2 separate regions of the Sus scrofa genome follow, and region 2 is linked to region 1. Evidence: chromatin contacts called from public Hi-C data. All regions are on one chromosome and are shown on one strand. Each heading gives the region's core, a stretch centred on a gene start, on an enhancer-like site or on the middle of the called end of the contact. The rest is flanking DNA. Distances are from core to core; before and after follow the strand shown.

The links. A called contact is a pair of places that touch in the nucleus more often than the background predicts.
Region 2: a Hi-C map of heart right ventricle shows a contact between it and region 1, with 2.1 times the contacts expected there. The contact joins the promoter of TEAD2 here to the promoter of HSD17B14 in region 1. A contact is called at or near these places in 3 of 47 Hi-C or Micro-C datasets (blood, fetal heart ventricle and heart right ventricle).

Annotation. Positions count from the first base shown.
Region 1 is chr6:54,141,501-54,145,437 of Sscrofa11.1, reverse strand. HSD17B14 (17-beta-hydroxysteroid dehydrogenase 14) reads left to right here and starts at 1,295. Exons shown (of 10, transcript XM_021094705.1): 1 at 1,295-1,467; 2 at 1,828-1,993; 3 at 2,517-2,555; 4 at 2,749-2,831; 5 at 3,369-3,450. The coding sequence starts at 1,906. It overlaps PLEKHA4 (pleckstrin homology domain-containing family A member 4), which reads left to right. Exons shown (of 21, transcript XM_013998606.2): 18 at 92-110; 19 at 113-149; 20 at 543-655; 21 at 965-1,422. The coding sequence ends at 1,227.
Region 2 is chr6:54,459,894-54,463,886 of Sscrofa11.1, reverse strand. It overlaps TEAD2 (transcriptional enhancer factor TEF-4), which reads left to right and starts at 1,562. Exons shown (of 12, transcript XM_021094725.1): 1 at 1,562-1,643; 2 at 3,317-3,554. The coding sequence starts at 3,323. DKKL1 (dickkopf-like protein 1) reads right to left here and starts at 1,520. Exons shown (of 5, transcript XM_021094734.1): 1 at 1,462-1,520.

The DNA of each region.
Region 1 (3,937 bases), core at 46-2,545:
CTCTCTTCGCTAAGCTCCTTCACTTCATCCTCAAAATGAGGACGTGAGGGCTTCCTGGGGGAGGAATTCTAATGCTCCAATTCCTTTGCAGCCTGCCCTGGGACACTCAGGAGCCAGAAATGGCTCAGAAGCTCTGGGTCCTGGAGCAGGTAAGGAATTGGAGATCCAAACTAGAAGCAAGAAAGTCAACAAAAGGGTGAGGAGTAGCATTAAGTATTAATGTCTCCTGAGTACTCTTGAGTACCAGGGTATGGATGGCAGAACATTTCAGAGACGCTTGAATTCCTGGGGAATGAGAAAGCCCTAGTTCACAGCGGTTCCACCGTTGCTGTCAAACTCTGCTCCTCTGTCGGGAAGTTTTCGGGCAATTGGACTACAGATCCCATAATGCACGCAGACTTAAAAAGAGGGTCTCGCCCTGTTCAAAATCCTTTAGAGCCATATGCTAGGGACTACAACTCCCAGAAGGACACGCTCTGCACCGTGGTCCTCACCTTACAGGCAAATTATTCAAGGCCACCCCTGCATCTTCTTTTTTCTAGTCCGAGGAACACGACCCCTTATTTACCAACATCTGAGGGTCACCGGGAGCGAGTTCTCAGCCTCTCTCAAGCCTTGGCTGCTGAGGCGTCACAGTGGCACCGAATGATGACAGGTGAGAATGGGCTGGGGACCTTGGGCTCCTGGGTGTTAGGGAAGAGGGAGTCTGGAGGCCCGGAATCCTAGGTCCTGGTGGGGAGGGGGGTCCGACGACCGCCAGAAACCCTCTGCCTTGGTAAAGAAAGAGCTGGACAGGGCTTGGGGGTTCCAGACCCCAGTAGGAGGGGACTGGATCCCAGGACTGCCGTGTCTGGGGAGGAGAGGACGGGGAGCCTGGACTCCTAGGTTTGAGAGGAAAGTCCTGGGTGTCGGGACTTCTGGGTCCCAAAGTTTGCCATTCTCGTTCTCCGTCCGTCCTCTCCAGGTGGCAGTTTGGACTCTCGAGGAGACCCTCTTCCCCCTGCGTCGCCACCTCCGTCAGATCCCACGCCCTGCGTGTCCTCGCCCCCAAGATCTCCTCCAGTGGCCAGTTCCCACTCCACGGGGTTCTCCCACCGAGGGACTGGGCGCGACGCAGGCCCGGCCTCTTGGGAGCCGACCTGGGATTCCGGGACCGCCCCTCCCGCGCTAACCCCAGACGAGGAGGCGTGGCCTCTGAGAGTCACGCTGCTACAGTCCAGCTTCTGACCCGCCCAAGCAGGGCAGCCAATCAGAGCTGGAGGGCGTGTCCCGGAGGTACTTCCGGGACAGATGGAGCCTCTTCCCTCACCTGAGGGCGTGATCTGGTCCCCTCCCGGTGGCCGAGGAGTGGCTACTTTGGCCAAAGTTTGATTTTCCCAATACTTGTCCAAATTTGGATTAAAACATTGAACTCTTAGTCGATAACTTTCTGTCTGTTTGGAGTTGTGACACCGGTGTCTCGAAGAGGTAGAGCTGGAGTGGTGAACTCCTGGGTCCCGCGGGAGGAGGGGACAGCGGACTCAGCTTTGTGTGTCAGAGGAACGGGGGGAGCTCGAGGTCTGGATTACTGAGTCTGAGGGAGGAGGGGGCCGGCGACCTGGATTCCTGGGTCTGAAGGAAGAGAGGACCCGGGACCTGGACTTTGGAGTCCAAGGTCCGGCAGAGGGGGCCGGACTCCAGGAATCCCGAGTTTGAGGGTTGGGGGACCGGCCTCCTGGGTCTGAGGGAGGAGGGGGCTGGGGCCAAGTTCCAGGCTTCTGGCTTTCCTGGCAACGCCCCCGGGGCCGGGCTTCAGGATCCAGCCCCTATTTATGGTTCGACCCCAAGACCTCACCGGACTTCAGAGGGGGATAGAAGCCTCGAGTGAGTGTGAGTGAGTGGCCGAAGGAGACCTTCTGACGCGGGATGGCAACGGGAACGCGCTATGCCGGGAAGGTGGTAATCGTGACGGGGGGCGGGCGCGGCATCGGAGCTGGGATCGTCCGAGCCTTCGGTGAGTGGGGTCTGGTCGGCTCTGAACAGTGGAGTCTGGGAGCGGAGGGACCCGGGGGCTAATGGGTGTGGGACGAAGTATCTTCTGTACTGGAATCTAGATTCTTGTCTCGTAAAATCCAATTTGCAAAGTTAACGAAGGGAAGGCAGAGGTGGCCTGGGGCCTGAGATTGCGGCGGATTTTCAAATGCCATTGACTCCCTTTCTCTGGGTCTCAGCTATTGCTACAGAATGGGGGGCCGGGGGTGGTGGTTGAAGGAATATGTCTTTTGGAGGTTTAGGGTTTACTCTAGAACCCAGGGATGGAGACTCAGGAGCCCCAGAAGTCACCTGGAATAGCCAAGGAGAAGGCTAGGCTTCTGCCTTTTGCCCTACGGGATCATCATGAGACTTTGGGGTCACGAGGGGAACAGAGCTGGGGCGGTGGTGGGGGGGGAACGGCCCTGTTCCGGGTGGCCACAGAGGGCAGCAGAGATCTTCACCAAGGTCTCTGCAGGGCTAACCTATTCCCTGTCTATTCGCAGTGGAAAGTGGCGCCCAGGTGGTGATCTGTGACAAAGACGGTGAGTGAGGGTCCCCCAGTCCTCAGCCCACTGCCTCCTCCCTTAGATTCAAGAAGAATACAGGCCCCAGCACCCTCCTCCCTCAGACCCAGGATCCAGCCCCAGCCCTCCTCCCTCAGACCCAGGATCCTGGGCCCCCAGCCCCTCCTCTCTGAGACCCAGGCTCCAGCCCCCAGCCCTTCTCTTCCTGCAGAGTCCACTGGTCGGACCCTGGAGCAGGAGCTGCCTGGGTCTGTCTTTGTCCTCTGTGACGTGACTCAAGAGGATGATGTGAAGGTGAGCGCGTAGTTTCTGTCCCTCCCCGTCCCCCTCAATCTCCAATCGTTCTCTCTCTCCCTTCACCCCGGGCTTTGCACATGCTATTCCCTCTACCCTTCCCCATCTCCTGGCTAAATGACACCTGCCCCCAGAGTCTCAGCTCAGTTTCATCGCAAAGCTTTCCTAACTCGGCTGGCCACGTCCTGTGTCTGCCGAGAAGATTCTCCTCTATCTCCCAGGCCTTCAAGGCCCCTGGTCCCTCCTGTCACATGATCTGGATCCAGTAAGAGTTCTCCTTCTCCCAGGGTTTCTCCCCTTCCCTTCATCTGCTCCCCCATCCCCCACCCTCCTGGGTCTCTGGAGTAGTGAGCTCAGGGTGTGTGTCACCAGCCCTCTGGTCTCTGGCACCCTGGCGTCCAGTCTCCTCATCTCCTGCCATGCCTGGCGATTTGGGGTCGGCCCCCACAATGTCCTGTCCCCTCCGCGGTGACTCCGCTTCTGCCACGTCTCACTTGGGGGAGCCCAGCAGGGGCGCCAATGCTGTTCACTCACAAGACAGCTTTCTCCTCAGACCCTCTTTCTGAGACCATCCGCCGCTTCGGCCGCCTGGACTGTGTGGTCAACAACGCCGGCTCCCGTGAGTTGTCAACCCGCTTCCCGGGCTCTGTCCCATTGCTGCTCTGTGTCCCCAGGCCTGTGCCGCCACCTCTTTATGCCTCAGTTTCTACATTTCTAAAATGACAATGACCACCACTGTCCTTGCCATTACAGGGTGTTGAGAGTATTAAATAGTGTAACTGGGCGGAGTTCCCGTCATGGTGCAGAGGAAATGAACCTGACTAGGAACCATGAGGTTGCGGGTTCAGTCCCTGGCCTTGCTCAGTGGGTTAAGGATCTGGCTGTGAGCTGTGGTGCAGATACGGCTCGGATCCCGTATTGCTGTGGCTGTGATGTAGGCCAGAGGCTGTAGCTCCGATTCGACCCCTAGCCTGGGAACCTCCATATGCCACGAGTGCGGCCCTAAAAAAAAAAAAAATTGTGTCACTGCTCAGCCCCCTAATCACCCTAACTGTCTTGGGCAGACAGCGTCCATCTTGCAGCCTCCGTTTTGGTTTGGTTTGGTT
Region 2 (3,993 bases), core at 313-2,812, 320 kb before region 1:
TGGTCCACCGGACTCTCAGGCTCCCGCAGTCCAAGGACTGTTATATCTAAACAGTTCTGGTCTCGAGCCTAGGCCGGATTACCTGGGGCGTTGGGTGAGCTCCGCGAGCCCTGGACTCGGCCCTATTTGCTTGACCACGCCCCCATCTGCTGACCTCACCCAGGAGCCGGGCCCTCTATTGGATAGTCACGCCCTTAAGGGAAGAGCCACGCCCTTAAGGGAAGAGCCACACCCTTTAAGCCAAAGCCCAGCGTACTTTTCAAGCACACACCCCCATAGTCAGACCACGCCCCTGTCCGTTGACCTTGGCCTTGGAGACCCAGTGTTGCCCGCATTCTCCGATCGTGCCCATCTTGCCGCAGTCTTGCTCCAATTGCAGATGGCCCCGCCCCTGACTTAGAGCCACGCCCGCACACCTAGGCCCCACCTAAGAGCCCCAGATCTTGCCCCTAGTGCCCTCAGTTCCACTAGTCTGCTGATGAAATGCCCTACTCTGAACAGTCCTTCTGATTCGTCCACTGCTTAATTTTCTTTTTATCTGTCTGAGTTTCTCCACATCCCTTCCCATCTTCTCCAGGTTTTGAAAGGATTAACGCGCTCAATAGAAGGCTATGTAGGGACGCTGAACACGGAGCCCTCTTGCTACCACTGAAAAGCTCCGCCCTCTCGGGAAACCCTAAATCCAGTCCCGAGTCCCATCTTCCAAGGAGCCCGGAATCCCGGCTCCCCTCTACCTCAGGACCTCAGAGTCTGGACCCCAGCCCCTCTAGTCCCGAATTTGAACACTTAATCCTCATCTTTAAGGAACCTTTTTTTTTTTTTTTTTAATTTTAAGTGGCATGTGTAAATTCTAGGACCAGGGATCGAACCAGAGCCGCCATAGCAGACAAGGCATGTAGTCAGCCACAGAGGAAGCCCAAAGGGCCTTTTTAAGGGACTCTTATCTCTCTCTTCAGGCACCGAGGCTCTCTCCTGGTCCTGGGACACCAAATACCTCTAGTCCACTATCGCGTGTCCATGAGAGTCTCCATCTCCGTGAACCTCTAATAAACTCCCAGTCGTCTTGCCTTCCACCCTTAACTCTCAGGAAGTCACAAGGAAAGCAATCAATGGGGGGGAAAAATCAATGGAAATCGATAAAAAAAAAATCCAGCCTTATACTTCAATCCTGAAAAATGCACTTGAGGGTTGAACAGGAAAGTTTCTTTTGTTTCTTTTTCCTATCAATCGTTCCCGCACACACACAGCTGGGTAAAGCCAGGTGTCCAGGCCTCCAGACCCTTCCTCTCTAGACCCAGGAATCTTGGCCCCCAGTCCCCCCTCCCTCAGATCCAGGTTTCCTGGCCCCCATCAATCCTCCCTCAGACCCCTGAATCCAGACGCCCAAGACCCCTCCTCTCTCAGGGATCCTTCTAAGCACCAGAATCTGGACGTTCTCACCAGGCCCCAGCTAGACTTCACCTTTTTTTGCCAAAGCAAAAATCTTCCCCTAAATTGTCACCGTCGGATCCCCCTTCCCGCTGTCCGGCGCCCGGACCCGCCCCCCCTCCGGTCCCTCCCACTTTTCCCAAACAAAGCTCCCGGGCAACTTTCTCCCTCGCAGCGCCCCGCCCGCCCGCGGCTCCCCAGCCCCAGGCCGGGAGGTAGGAAGGCGCCGGCGGGAGTCGGGGATTCTGCATTTGGGTGTGTGAGTTGGGGTGGGCAATTATGCGTTACGCTTTGAGGTGTTTGTGGGCCCATCTCTGAACTGCTGGCCGCCCTCTTCTTTACCGGGGGTGGGCCCGAGGGTGCGCTCGTGACCGAGGCTAAGTGTGGAGTTGGAACTTTCGCCACACTCGGGGTGTTTGCTGATGGGTCTGAGTTTGAGACTGTGCGCCTGGGAATGGGTGAGGGCTGGGGACTCTGGCGGGTGTGTGCGCCTGAGTGTGAGTGTCTGTGGAGGTGTCGGTTTCACGTGAGAAAGGACCCCGGGCTTGTTTCTGACCGAATTGGTTTGTGTGTGTCATTTGTGGGCGCCTGGTCCTCCTCGTGGAGAACGGAGGCCTCCTGGGTGGCCGAAGGTGGGCTACGGGGCTTTCTGGATCTTCAGTCTTGTCGCTTTGGAGGTTTGGGGCCTGGGGAGGGGAGTTAGGGGGGACTTTTCTGACTCGGCTCCTCCGTCCCTTTGTCTGGCCACATGGGGGAGAGCTGGGCTGGGGTTTTGGCCTACGGGGGTCCTGACCGCCGCAGCGCCACTGGGCTCGGCCTGGGGTCTTTGTCTATCTCGGCCGGGGCTCCGGGGTCCAAGGGAGGAGGGGGATGGGGGCCTGGACTCTGGGGTCCTGGGAAAGCTGTGGAAGACGTGGAGCCGCCAGGGAGGCGGGATCTGACTGTATTGGAAAAAGTTTTCCCCCCGTTCCCGGCCTCCGGAAAGTCACTGGGAACTTGAGTTGGATCTGAGCCCACAGTGCCGGGGGCGGGGGATGGGGGGGAGGGGAACGGGGGAAGGGGCGGGGCTGGGGCCGGAGGGGAGGTGCCCTCGCCGGCCAGCCCCTCCCCTGATGGGGGTTGTGGGAAACTGGGGGAGGGGACGCCTGGGCCCTTTGTTCTGGCGCTCCTGATGGCAGAGCGCCCCCGCCCCCCAGTCTGTGGTGCTGTGGGTCTTTCCTGGTCTTGGCTGGAGTTTCTTCCCTGAGTCTGTCCCTCTCTCTCTGGGTCTCTGTCCCCTACTCTCTGGGACTCTGTCCTCTCTCTCTCTCTCTCTGAGTCGCTGTTCCTCTCTCTCTGGATCGCCCCTCAGCCTTACTCGGGCCTGGGCCCCTCCTTCTTTTCTGGCAGCTGCTGCTCACATCCTAGCACCTGTTCTGGGGGAGGGACTGAGCAGATTTCACCCACACCCCCCCTTCCCCTCAACTAGGCCCTGACGCCTGTCTTCTTTAAACCAGTAATCCATACCCAAAGTTTCAGCCCTCGTGGGCCCTAGGCATTCCTCCGGGGTCTTAAGACTTCATCACAACCCCGGCTCCCTTGAAAACACAGAGGATAATGTTCTCACCCTAAGCTTCCCCAGAAATCCAGCCAACTTTCTCCCCTAGGACCTAAAAGTCAAGGCCCCCCCCAGGCTCTTGCTTCCCTCAGACCTGGGAGTTCGGCTTCCAGCCCCCTCCTTTCTCAGATCCAGGGGTCCAGGCTCCCAGTCCCCTCCTCCCTCAGGCCCCAGGATCTGGGTACCCCTGCCTCCTCCCTCGGACCCAGCTCTCTGCACCCCCAGCCCTCCCAGCCCTGAGGTCCCTCTGGGTGGGTTGTGGGAACCTTGGTGACCTCTGTGTTCCTCCAGGCCCAGATGGGGGAACCCCGGGCTGGGGCCCCCCTGGACGATGGCAGCGGCTGGACAGGAAGTGAGGAAGGAAGTGAAGAGGGCACTGGTGGCAGTGAGGGGGCTGGGGGAGATGGGGGCCCAGACGCCGAGGGTGTCTGGAGTCCAGACATCGAGCAGAGCTTCCAGGAGGCCCTGGCCATCTACCCACCCTGTGGTCGGCGGAAAATCATCCTGTCGGATGAAGGCAAGATGTATGGTGAGTTCATCCTCTCTTTTTGCCTTGGCCCCCGCTGGTTAATACAAATATTAGATAACAGGAGTTCCCTGGTGATTCGACGGATTAAGGATCAGGTGTTGTCACTGCAGCAGCTCAGGTCACTGCTGTGGTGTGATTCTAACCTCTGGCCCTGGGAACTTCCATATGCTATGGGTGTGGCTCCCCAATAAATTAAGCAACATTGGTGGAGCTGTAAACACTGTTCACATAAAAGCACGCTGTATCCTCACAGTGACTCAGGCAGGGGCTAGCATCACTGTTTGCACAGATGAGGAGACCAAGGCCCAGGAAGGCTAAATGATTTGTCAGAGGCCACACAGAACAAGCTTGTGGCAGAACTGGGATCTGAATCCGGGCAGCCGGGCTCCAGAGTGTGCAGTCATAATTCCTCTCCCATATAGCTTCTGGGTTGCTGTGG